Linked DNA regions of Oryctolagus cuniculus: region 1 is linked to region 2. A link is a contact called in public Micro-C data. All regions are on one chromosome and are shown on one strand. The core of a region is the stretch at or near the end of the contact, and the rest is flanking DNA. Distances in the headings are between cores, read along the strand shown.

Region 1 (4,827 bases), core at 1,804-4,303, 51 kb before region 2:
GCCGGGAGCCAGGTGGGCTCCCCAGCCTGACAGCGCTGAGTAGTGAACCCTTGGGGGAACTTCCTTCCCTTCCCCTGTCTGAGTGACTGGGCGCTCTCTCTCGGATTCTGTCCCATCCGCTGCTCTGCCCCAGTAACCCTTGCTGCCTTACTGATTGCTGCTCTGTCTCACGTCTGAATTCCTTCTTGTGCGAAGTCAAGCGCCTACCGGGCCCAGCATCATGCCCTTTAATCCACAGATAGCTCTGGGAGAGCAGGGTGATGCTCGCCACTGTAGACACAAGGAAACCGAGGCACAGAACAGGTGAAGCAATTTGTCTGAAGTGGCACTGTGAATAAACAGCTGTAGATTTTTAAACGACTTTATTTATTTATTTTTGCTTGAAAGGCAGAGAGAGAGAGAGAGAGAGAACTCCAATCCAGTGGTTCACTCCCAAACACCCACAGCAGCTAAGGCTGGGCCAGGCTGGAATCAGAAGGCAGGAACTCACTGTGGGTCTCCCACGTGGGCAGCAGAAACCCAAGTACTTGAGACATCCTCCACTGCCTGCTTGGATGAGCCTGGAAGCAGAGGTGGGACTTGAACTCAGGCGCCCCTTATGGGACAGGGGTGTCCCCAGTGTCCCTGTTAACAGTGTGCTACAGTACCCACCCCAGAAGGGAGGTTTTTAACCCAGGCTTCAAGTTCACTGGGTAACCTGAGGGCTGTCGGTTCTGTCTGCTGTGTGGTCCACGTGGGGCCAGAGGGAGGGCAGTGGCCATAAGAAAACAGAGGCACAGCCCTGACCCAATGTGTAGCTGTCCCTGGGGAAGGTGACATGCAGAAGAGAAAGCCAGAGGCCAAGGTTCAGAGCCAGCGGCCTCCTGAGTGGCTGGTTCCTTCTCGCAGGAAGGCAACCTAAGCCCCAGGGAGCTGTAACAATGACCTTGTGGCCAGAGGCAGCCCAAGCAAGCCAAGAGCGTGGGGTGTTCACCTGCCCCTGGGGACAGTGTGCATGCTGCTTGTCCTGGCCTCAGGGAGGACAGGCCTCTGTCCAGCCAGGCTGGCTCCACTTAGGGGTAGGGAAGAGAAAAATGGGGAGCTCGGGGGGGTCAGGGTCATCTTCCCTATCAGCCAGGTGGGCAGCATCCGGGCATTTCTGGCAGGGCTAGGGGACTCGTTTCCTATGCGTGCCTTCCTTTATTGGGCTTTTCAATTACAGGTCTACGTCCACTGTTTAAAGAAAAAGCGACGTTCCTCTCCTGTCCTCACCCCACCTGTCCCCACCCTCCGATGCTGCCCATGCTGAGAAAAGTGTGGCTTCTGCCCCATCAGGTGCTTCTCTACGCATTGCAAACATCACCCGGGCTGCAAAGGCCCGGTCTGCACGGTCAGAACCGCTCAGCACCCACGCTGGGCTCGGCGGATGAGGGCCAGTCGTCCTCACTGCCCCCGTGGCTCCCCTCCACTCTCATCACAGACTCCGGAGTCCCCACGACTCTGCCCGGCAGCGATGTTTTCTTTTCTGCATGGTTGAAGCTTTCTGATTTCCCTGGGCGGCTCCACAGGCTCTCCCCCTGTTGCTTTTGGCTCTGTGTCAAGCGCTCTGCGCTGGCCCAGCACTCCAAGGACTGCAGCAACACAGCGCTCTGCTGGCCTCCACTTCCTTCCCCTGGGGAGAATTCACACTGACCTGGGCAGAGGCCCCCAGCCTGGAACGCCTGCAGGTGCAATGGCCTCACCTCCACCTCTCAGGCTGGGGCGTGGCAGCCGGAGGGCGTGTCCAGGTGGGAAGGAGTGGATGTCCACTTGGCCTCTTGGTGGAAACAGCAGCTCTGAGAGGCTCCTCCATGGAAGTTCTCCATCGCAACATGCAGAGAGGAAATGTGTTGCCTTGATTTGGAGGAATCAAGGAGCCTTCGGACGATGCTTTTTGTTCTGTAGTCTAAGCATGTGGGTCTAGTTTTCCCGACAGAAAACGGGAATGCTGTGAGTGACACGCGAGGCAGCCAGCGCCTGCCCACTGCTGTGGCCGCTCAAGGGGTCTGAGGTCAGGCGGGCCAGGTGGCTGCTTTCTCTAGAACCTGAGTTCCTGGTCATCAGCAAAGGGGACACGCCCCATGAGGAGGCCATTGGAGGGAGCCCCAAGTAGAAGTATGAGTCTGAGAAACCAGCGCTGTGGCACAGCAGGTTAAGACATCACCTGCAACACCCACATCCCATATGGACGCCAGTTCAAGTCCCGGTTGCTCCACTTCCGATCCAGCTCCCTGCTGATGCACTTGGGAAAGCAGCAGAGGATGGCCCAAGTGTTTGGGCTCCTGCATCCCCGTGGGAGACCTGGACAGGAGTTCTAGGCTCCCGGCTTCAGCCTGGCTCACCCTGGCAGTTGCAGCCATCAGGAGAGTGAACCAGTGCATGAAAGATGCCTCTCTCTGTCTCTCTTTCTCTGTAACTTTGCCTTTCAAACAAATAAGTAAACCTTAAAAAGAAAAAGAAGTGTGAGTTTGAGCGTGGAGTGCCCGGAGGCCACAGTGGCTTCCGGATGCATTTCTAAACTCCGGCGCTTACTGCCCTCAGCGTCCGAGACAGAGAGTCCGGCCGTGTGGCAGCGGCTGACCCGAGGGTGTTGTAAGTGAAACCTGAAAGGCGCTTCCCAGTGCTGCGAGTGCGCCCAGCCCCAAACCTGCCGAGACTGCATTCCTGGGAGCCGCGGCCCGGCCCTGCTCCGTGTGTCTCATGTTTCCCCGCGTTTCGGCCAACTTGGGCCAAATTCCTGGTGCAACTTGCTGAGCAGGTGGCGCGCTCTCAGCTGCAGGCATGAGGTCAGGCCCCTCTCTGGGGCAGAGAGCAGGGAGGGAAGGCCTGCTACTCTGGGAGAAATGGCTACAGTCGAAGTCTGTTTCCTGAGCGTGCGTGCCGTCTGGCCTCTTCTCCAGGGCCTGCCCTTGACCTCTCCTGCAGGTCAAGGCTCTCCTGTCTCCAGGACTTCTGCACGGTGCACTTGGCCTGGTGCCCTCTCTCCCTCTTCGCCCACGTCTGCATTCAACACGACCTCGAAGGCCCCTCTCGCACTGCCCGGCCAGCCTCACCCTTGGCCTCTGTCTTCCCAAGCTTGTGCCAAAGCCTATTCCCTTCCGCCCTGGACTCCCATAGCTGTTCACGTTCTGTCTCAACCATCCCCACCCCACCCCGCCACCTGAGGGCCCCTGACTCTTGTTATTGGTCTCATTACATAAGCTCAAAGCCTGCAGGGTGTGTGCAGTGCCTGACCCCCCCAGGAGACCACAGGGCCCTGGTGCCTGCTGTCTCTGTGTCAGGAAGGTACTGTTCTCTTCACCTGGCTACCTCAGCTCCCTCAGGCCCCCTGGCCCTCGACTGGGCTGGGCTGGGGGAGGTTCAGGGGCTCCCCTTCCAGCACCAAACACTATCTCACATCTAATTTACTGCTTGGTGGACAGCCAGCTCCTGCACTCATAAGTTTCAAAAAGGCAGGAGTCAGTCATCTGCACTGCGTCCTGGTCTCCACATCACCTAGCACTGGCTGAACTTGGACTGAGGAGGGGTGGGGATACTTGAGGGGAGGGGCCTCTATTCAGTTTGCTGTTGCACCTGCAGAGCAAGCACAGAGCTGCTGCCCAAGAAGAGGTCAGAAACAAGGCCCCTTCCTGCAGCCGGCCTTGCCCCAACCTGGCAGAGCCACAGGGCCGTGCACCACCTGCTGTGCCCTGAATGCCACATACCCCCCATCTAATCCCCAAGGAGATGGCATGAGGAGATGGGATCTTCGGCAGGTGGGGCCCTCATGAGAGGGATTGGTACCTTATAAAAGAAGCTGGGGAGGGACCCCTGGCCTCCTCCCCAAAGCAAGAGGTGTGACCTATGAGTCAGAAGGCAAACCCTTGGCAGACACGAGTCTGCCTGCACCTCAGCCTTGCACTTCCCGGCCTACAGATTACTGAAAACTAAGTTCCTTCTGTTCCTAAGCCACCCAGCCCAAGGTATTTTGTCATAGCAGCCTCAAGACCCTACGCTTCAGCATCCGGCCTACAGTGACAGGGAGAGGGACGGCGCAGGCCCAGCCCAGGGGAGGGCCTGGCCAGGTGTCAATCTACACTAGTGTATTCCTTTTGGATGGAACTGCTTAGGAAGCAGGGACTCCATCTTCCCTATTCTCATACCCTCCGCCACTGGCCCCTGTCCAAGAGTCGCCCAGCCAATGCCAGCCACTGCTTTGTGCCCAGAATCGCAGAGGTTGGCGAGGCCGTTCTCAGACTGTCAGAAGAAGCAGAGGTAGAGCACTGCTGTCACACATCGTTACCGGAGGCAGTGAGGCGCACAGCATCCCACGGGCCCAGCAGACAACTGTCCTCTGGCACGCCACACTGCTGCCAGCGGTCAGATTGTGGCATTTTGTGCAGCAGGTGCAGAGGCAGTGGGGACAGAGCCTGCCCCGTGGCCTGGGCAGGTTGCCTCTTGCTCTGAGCCTGTATGGTGCAGTGACACCTACTAGCGAGGCTCCAGGGGTTAAATGAGGCCACAGGGCCCAAGTGCCTGGGGAGCACTCAGTGGGTGCTCAGTGATGCTGAGGCCAAGGCTGCTGTTACTCCCTCTGCCCAGCAGGGGTCCTCAGTGTGGCATGCCAGCTATGGACACGGGTATCTACCAGGCAACTTTGTGGGACAGAAACCCTTGGGCTAAGTGCAAAGAGCTCTTTGAGCTCAGGCCTGCACCCTGACTTCCCCTCCATAAACAGGGCTGGTGATGTCCAACTTCCTCGTGTTTCTGGTTGGGGGAAGAAGTCTCGAGTCCCGGCTGAGCAGAGCTGCCTCAGGACACAAGTGCTCA
Region 2 (5,017 bases), core at 1,794-4,293:
TTGCCTTAACTTGGGGAGCTTTAAAACAATACAGCCATGGAGCCCTGGGCAGCCTCTAGTCGTCCAGAGGTGAATACAAGAATCTGTATTCCTTTTTTTTTTTTTTTTTTTTTTTTTTTTTTTTTTGACAGGCAGAGTGGATAGTGAGAGAGAGAGACAGAGAGAAAGGTCTTTCTTTTGCTGTTGGTTCACCCTCCAATGGCCGCCACGGCCAGCGCACCGCGCTGATCTGAAGCCAGGAGCCAGGTGCTTCTCCTGGTCTCTGATGCGGGTGCAGGGCCCAAGCACTTGGGCCATCCTCCACTGCACTCCCTGGCCACAGCAGAGAGCTGGCCTGGAAGAGGGGCAACCGGGACAGAATCCGGCGCCCCGACCGGGACTAGAACCTGGTGTGCCGGTGCCACTAGGTGGAGGATTAGCCTAGTGAGCCGCGGTGCCAGCCAAGAATCTGTATTCTTAAGAAGCTTTGTGGGGGCCGGCGCTGTGGCAAAGTGGGTTAACGCCCTGGCCTGAAGCACCGGCATCCCATATGGGCACTGGTTCGAGACCCAGCTGCTCCACTTCCTGTCCAGCTCTCTGCTATGGCCCAGGATAGCAGTAGAAGATGCCGCAAGTGCTTGGGCCCCTGTACCCACGTGGGAGACCCAGAAGAAGCTCCTGGCTCCTGGCTTTGGATCAGCGCAGCTCTGGCTCTTGCGGCCATCTGGAGAGTGAACCATCGGATGGAAGACCTCTCTCTTCTCTCTGTGTAACTCTTTCAAATAAATAAATAAATCTATAAAAATTTAAAAAAAAAAAAAAAAAAGAAGAAGAAGAAGAAGAAGCTTTGTGGAGGGCTCCTGTGGAGAGCCAGGTTTGGAAACTGCTGACTCAGAAGGTACCAGAAGGTGCTGGCCTCAGCCTCATCGGCATTAACATGGGGGTCTTGGGGACTACAGGGGCAGCCTGGAACTTACCGCCAGCCCCCAATGTCTGGTCTAGCCACCATGAAGCAGGAAGGTCTTTGTGCACACTGCCAAGTCCAGCTCTCCCTGGAGAGTTGGGCGGCTCTGGTTTCAAAAACCTGTGGCTTTGACCCTGAGGGCCCCAGGGACAAGACCTGAGCCTGTGGCCATCGTCTGCTCTGTGGTGCTGCTTTTCAGATACATGTGGGTGTACTTGCGGTGCCTGCCTCACAACACTGCTGAACTCACGGCAGAATTTCACAGGTTTTGTTTTCCTCTGTCCACCAAAACTGTACTTCCTACCAATATGTGTCTTGGGGCCAATCTGAATTTCTTTTCAGTATTAAGCAGGGACTTTCATAGCTGGACAAGCTGAGAAGTCCTAGGACGGGGGCCATGGCTGTGGGGCTAACGAGCAGCTGGGTGGCTGCTGCCCTGGCTACTGGGCATCCCAGATGGTTGACCAGCTGGCCTGGGGTGCTCTCCAGGACTTGAGTCATCCTGGCCTGTGACAATGAGAGGAGGACTCAGGGACTGGGACAGGGACAGGGTGAGCCTTTTAACCACAGAACTGCCTGGGGTAAGGGGTAGGCCACCAGGACTCCTAGCCTAGGGGACTTCTTCCATCTTGACACTTGGGGCTGACTCTTGGATTCTCAGGGCATTTCTCTGTGTGTCCAACTCTGAGTGGAAGGTTCAAGCCTTGTGCCAGACCCACAAAGACATTGTGAACGAGCCATCAACTCTGACCAGCCTTGTGGCCAACCTCATGACACATGCCTAGGTGTGAGCAGAAGCAGAAGGAGGATTTGAAGGACAAGGTTAGGATCAGAGGCTCAAATCGAAATTGCTGCTGAAGGTCCCGTGGCTCCTGGCTGGGAGGAGCAGGCTTTGTTCCTGGGAGTCCCAAGGGCATAAGAAGCCCTGAAATCCTGACCTCTTGAGAGCATGCACAGGCACCTCAGGTGTGTGTGAGGGTAAAAGACAGCATGTACCTGGACCCTCGGAGCCCCTGTTCTCACAGTCCCATGCACCTGGACCCTCAGAGCCCCTGTTCTCACACCCCATGCACCTGGACCCTCGGGGACCCCTGTTCTCACACCCCATGCACCTGGACCCTCAGAGCCCCTGTTCTCACACCCCATGCACCTGGACCCTCGGAGCCCCCTGTTCTCACACTCTTGGAGCCCCTGTTCTCACAGCCTCATGCAACTGAACCCTCGGGGCCCCTGTTCTCAACCCTCGGAGCCCCCTGTTCTCACAGCCATATTCACCCCACAGCAGGAGAACACCTCAGGTAGCTTTGTTCTGGCTCCTGCCAACCAGCATCCTGTTTTGCTCGAAGGTACATGACAGCTCGTGCTCCCGTTTTCAGAAGTTTTGCTGTTTGTTCTTGGGCACGCTTCCACCTCCAGGCCCTGGAAGGCCCCTTCCCTGCTCCGGTGCTTTGAAGCGGTTTCTTCCAAAGCCACAGCTCAGATCTCAGATCGGCTCCGTTTCAACAGGAAGAAGGGAGGGGCGGGCAGGACAGAGGCTGGAGCAGGCCCTCCCTCTGCTGCAGGCTGTCAGCTCCAAGGGGCTGTGAGGATGGAGGAATGGCAGGTGGGAGGGAGCAGAGGACAAGGGCTACTGGATGCTGGGTCACAGCCCCCACCCCCAGCCTAGAGGTGGGGCTAAAGCCCCCAGGGCAGGTATGGAGGACAACTGGGGAGTGCAGGGGGACCTGTGCTCCCCAAGCATTCAAGCCGGACTGGGAAAAGCATGGCTGCTGGCATTCCCTTGGGGACTGTGGGAGGGACAGTACAACATTCGGCAAGGAGGGGCGAGGCAGGCAGAGGACGAGGCAGGGGGCAGGGTCGGGAAGTGCTGGCCCTGGACAGCTGGGGATCTCCTCTAACGACCACCACCACGGTGGTGGTGACAATAGCAAAGGGCCTGAGTGACAGTCAACCGCCCTTTGTCAGGACAGAGACCCTGAAGGCTTCCCTGAGCTACATGAAAAGCAGGACTCACAGAATGGTTTCTGTTTGACCTTGGCTGTGCTGGTGGCCGTTTCCCCTGGCACTTGCCCACGTGATTTCTCCCAGCTCGGTCTTAGGAGGCAGAAAGAACTGGCTCTGGGCTGCTCTCCTTGGCCCGGAGGGTGAGGTGGCTTTAAGAGCACCTGCTCACCAGAGTCTTGGGGAGCTGACTCTCTTCAAGCAGGTGCATTTGTAAAATGAAGACCCTGGCCGCTTTATTCTATTGCTCCAGTGTTCTTAAAGGGACAGCTCCTGCTCTGTGTTGACTGGGCAGGAATTGAGCTGTTTTCCCGGGGATCAGACAAAAATAAAAGGACCCTGCTCTGCGGGCACACACACACCGCACCCTCCTCGGACGCCCCCTGGTGGTGAGGGGCAGGTCTCTCTCCAGGGAATCCCCGCAGCCAAACAAGAACTCTTCCAAGCGAGGGCAGGTAGCCGGTGTTCCTCCAGCGGGGGGCCTGTTACCATTTGTCGAGGCCAGCGAGAGTCAGGATCGGAGCCCCTTAATCCTGACACTGCCAGGCCGCCCGCTCAGCCCCAGGGACCACTTGGTCTATAGCCTCGTTATAAAGATGGGGAGGCTGCGGACCCAGAAGAAGCAGCGGTCGCCGCAGACCACACAGCGCTCTCTTTGTCGTTCACTTGCGGAAGACGTGGCAGAAACTGGATCCTGTACCTCATTATTTAAAAAAGAAAACTCGCGTGTTCGGTCTGCGCCACCCCCGCCCGCGGCCCTGGTGTGCTCACTCCGTGCCGGCCCTGGGAAGCGCTCCAGCGTTTTCCCACCGCAGGCCATGTTCACCCCCCAGCCGCTCTCGCCCGAGGTCCGCCCCTGTCCCCAGGTCGTCCCCGGAGGGGCACCCCCGTCTGCGGGGCGCCCGCGGCCATCAAGCACCTCGCGCCTGGCCGGGAGCCACCCAGGTTCCCAGCCCGGGGGGCTCCGTGCCCCCACCTCGGCCAGCGCCTGGTCCCTGCGCCCCGCACAGCCCCTCCAGCTTCGGCAGTGAGCCAGCCCAGGCCCCCCACCCCCACCCCGCTCACAGCGACCCGCGCTCTTCTGCCCCGTGCAAGACCCTCCGCTGCGCAGGGCTCCCCGACCCTGGGGCTTCCGCCTAACTCGGAGCTGGGCTTCCCCTCTCTGCACCTGCAGAAAGAGCCGCGGATGGAGGACCTGACCCAGGAGCGCTCAGCAGCCCAGGCGCGCCTGCAAACCTGCCCAGGCACCTTCAGCAAGCTGTTTAATCAGGGAATCTCAGCCCTCCAGGGCTTTGGTTTCCGTACGGATGTGGATTGCAACACTGTCTACACCATGTTTAAATGCTCAATAAATGCCAGCCATCACCGTGCTCATTGTAAAAAAAAAAAAAAAAAAGTAAATCGCAGCACACATTTTCACACCAGACAATATTCTTGGTAAGAGTGAAGCTCTCAATCAACAACATTCAAGTAATGAGCAGATCTCAGGGTCCTTGATGTGGCTAGGCAGAGACAGGCAGCGGTGGTGGGGTCGGGCCCGTGAGGAGCTGAGCCCAAGTACACCCCAAAGGACCAGCTGGGGCTGTCCTGTACGGCCCGGGGCTGCATTCTCATTGCAGCCAATTTTGCCTTTTGCTGAGAGGAGCCTCTCTCTGGACTCCAGGGGGAACCCGGTTCCCCCCTCCCCCCATCTGGAAGGCACCACCGCCTGGTGCATGGTTGTTCCCCCCTGCAGCCCAGCAGCCAGAGCTTAGGAGAGGAAGAAAAGTGAGATGCGACTGTGATTCCTCTAAGACAACCTTTGTAGTGCAAAACTGAAAGCTTAAGGTGAACCTTGTGCTAGTAGGTACTTTGCACTCCTGAAGATCTCACATCTCACATTTCAAACAAGAATGGTTCATCCATCTGGCAGACAAGACTCTCTAACTGCAAAATAGTTCACTGAGAGGAAAGAGAGGTTCCTACTAGAATCGCCGATTTCCACATTGCAACATTGAATACCAGAGGCTATGTGGGGAGCGCTCCCTGCCCCCTGGTGGTTGTAACGTAACTTTAAAATGGTTTTAATGAAGT

Evidence for each region. Hi-C and Micro-C count contacts between places; a contact is called where the count stands out from the background.
Region 1: a Micro-C map of ear pinna shows a contact between it and region 2, with 10 times the contacts expected there. The contact joins two enhancer-like sites. A contact is called at or near these places in 5 of 6 Hi-C or Micro-C datasets (ear pinna, embryonic fibroblasts, psoas muscle and 2 more).

Annotation. Positions count from the first base shown.
Region 1 is chr2:111,791,032-111,795,858 of mOryCun1.1, reverse strand. No RefSeq gene overlaps it. Among named protein-coding and RNA genes, the nearest start is that of MAL, 6.9 kb to the right of the region's middle. Within about 2 kb of position 3,053, at least 2 of the 8 cell types and tissues checked have an H3K27ac peak or open chromatin away from gene starts, as enhancers often do.
Region 2 is chr2:111,739,952-111,744,968 of mOryCun1.1, reverse strand. No RefSeq gene overlaps it. Among named protein-coding and RNA genes, the nearest start is that of MRPS5, 32 kb to the right of the region's middle. Within about 2 kb of position 3,043, at least 2 of the 8 cell types and tissues checked have an H3K27ac peak or open chromatin away from gene starts, as enhancers often do.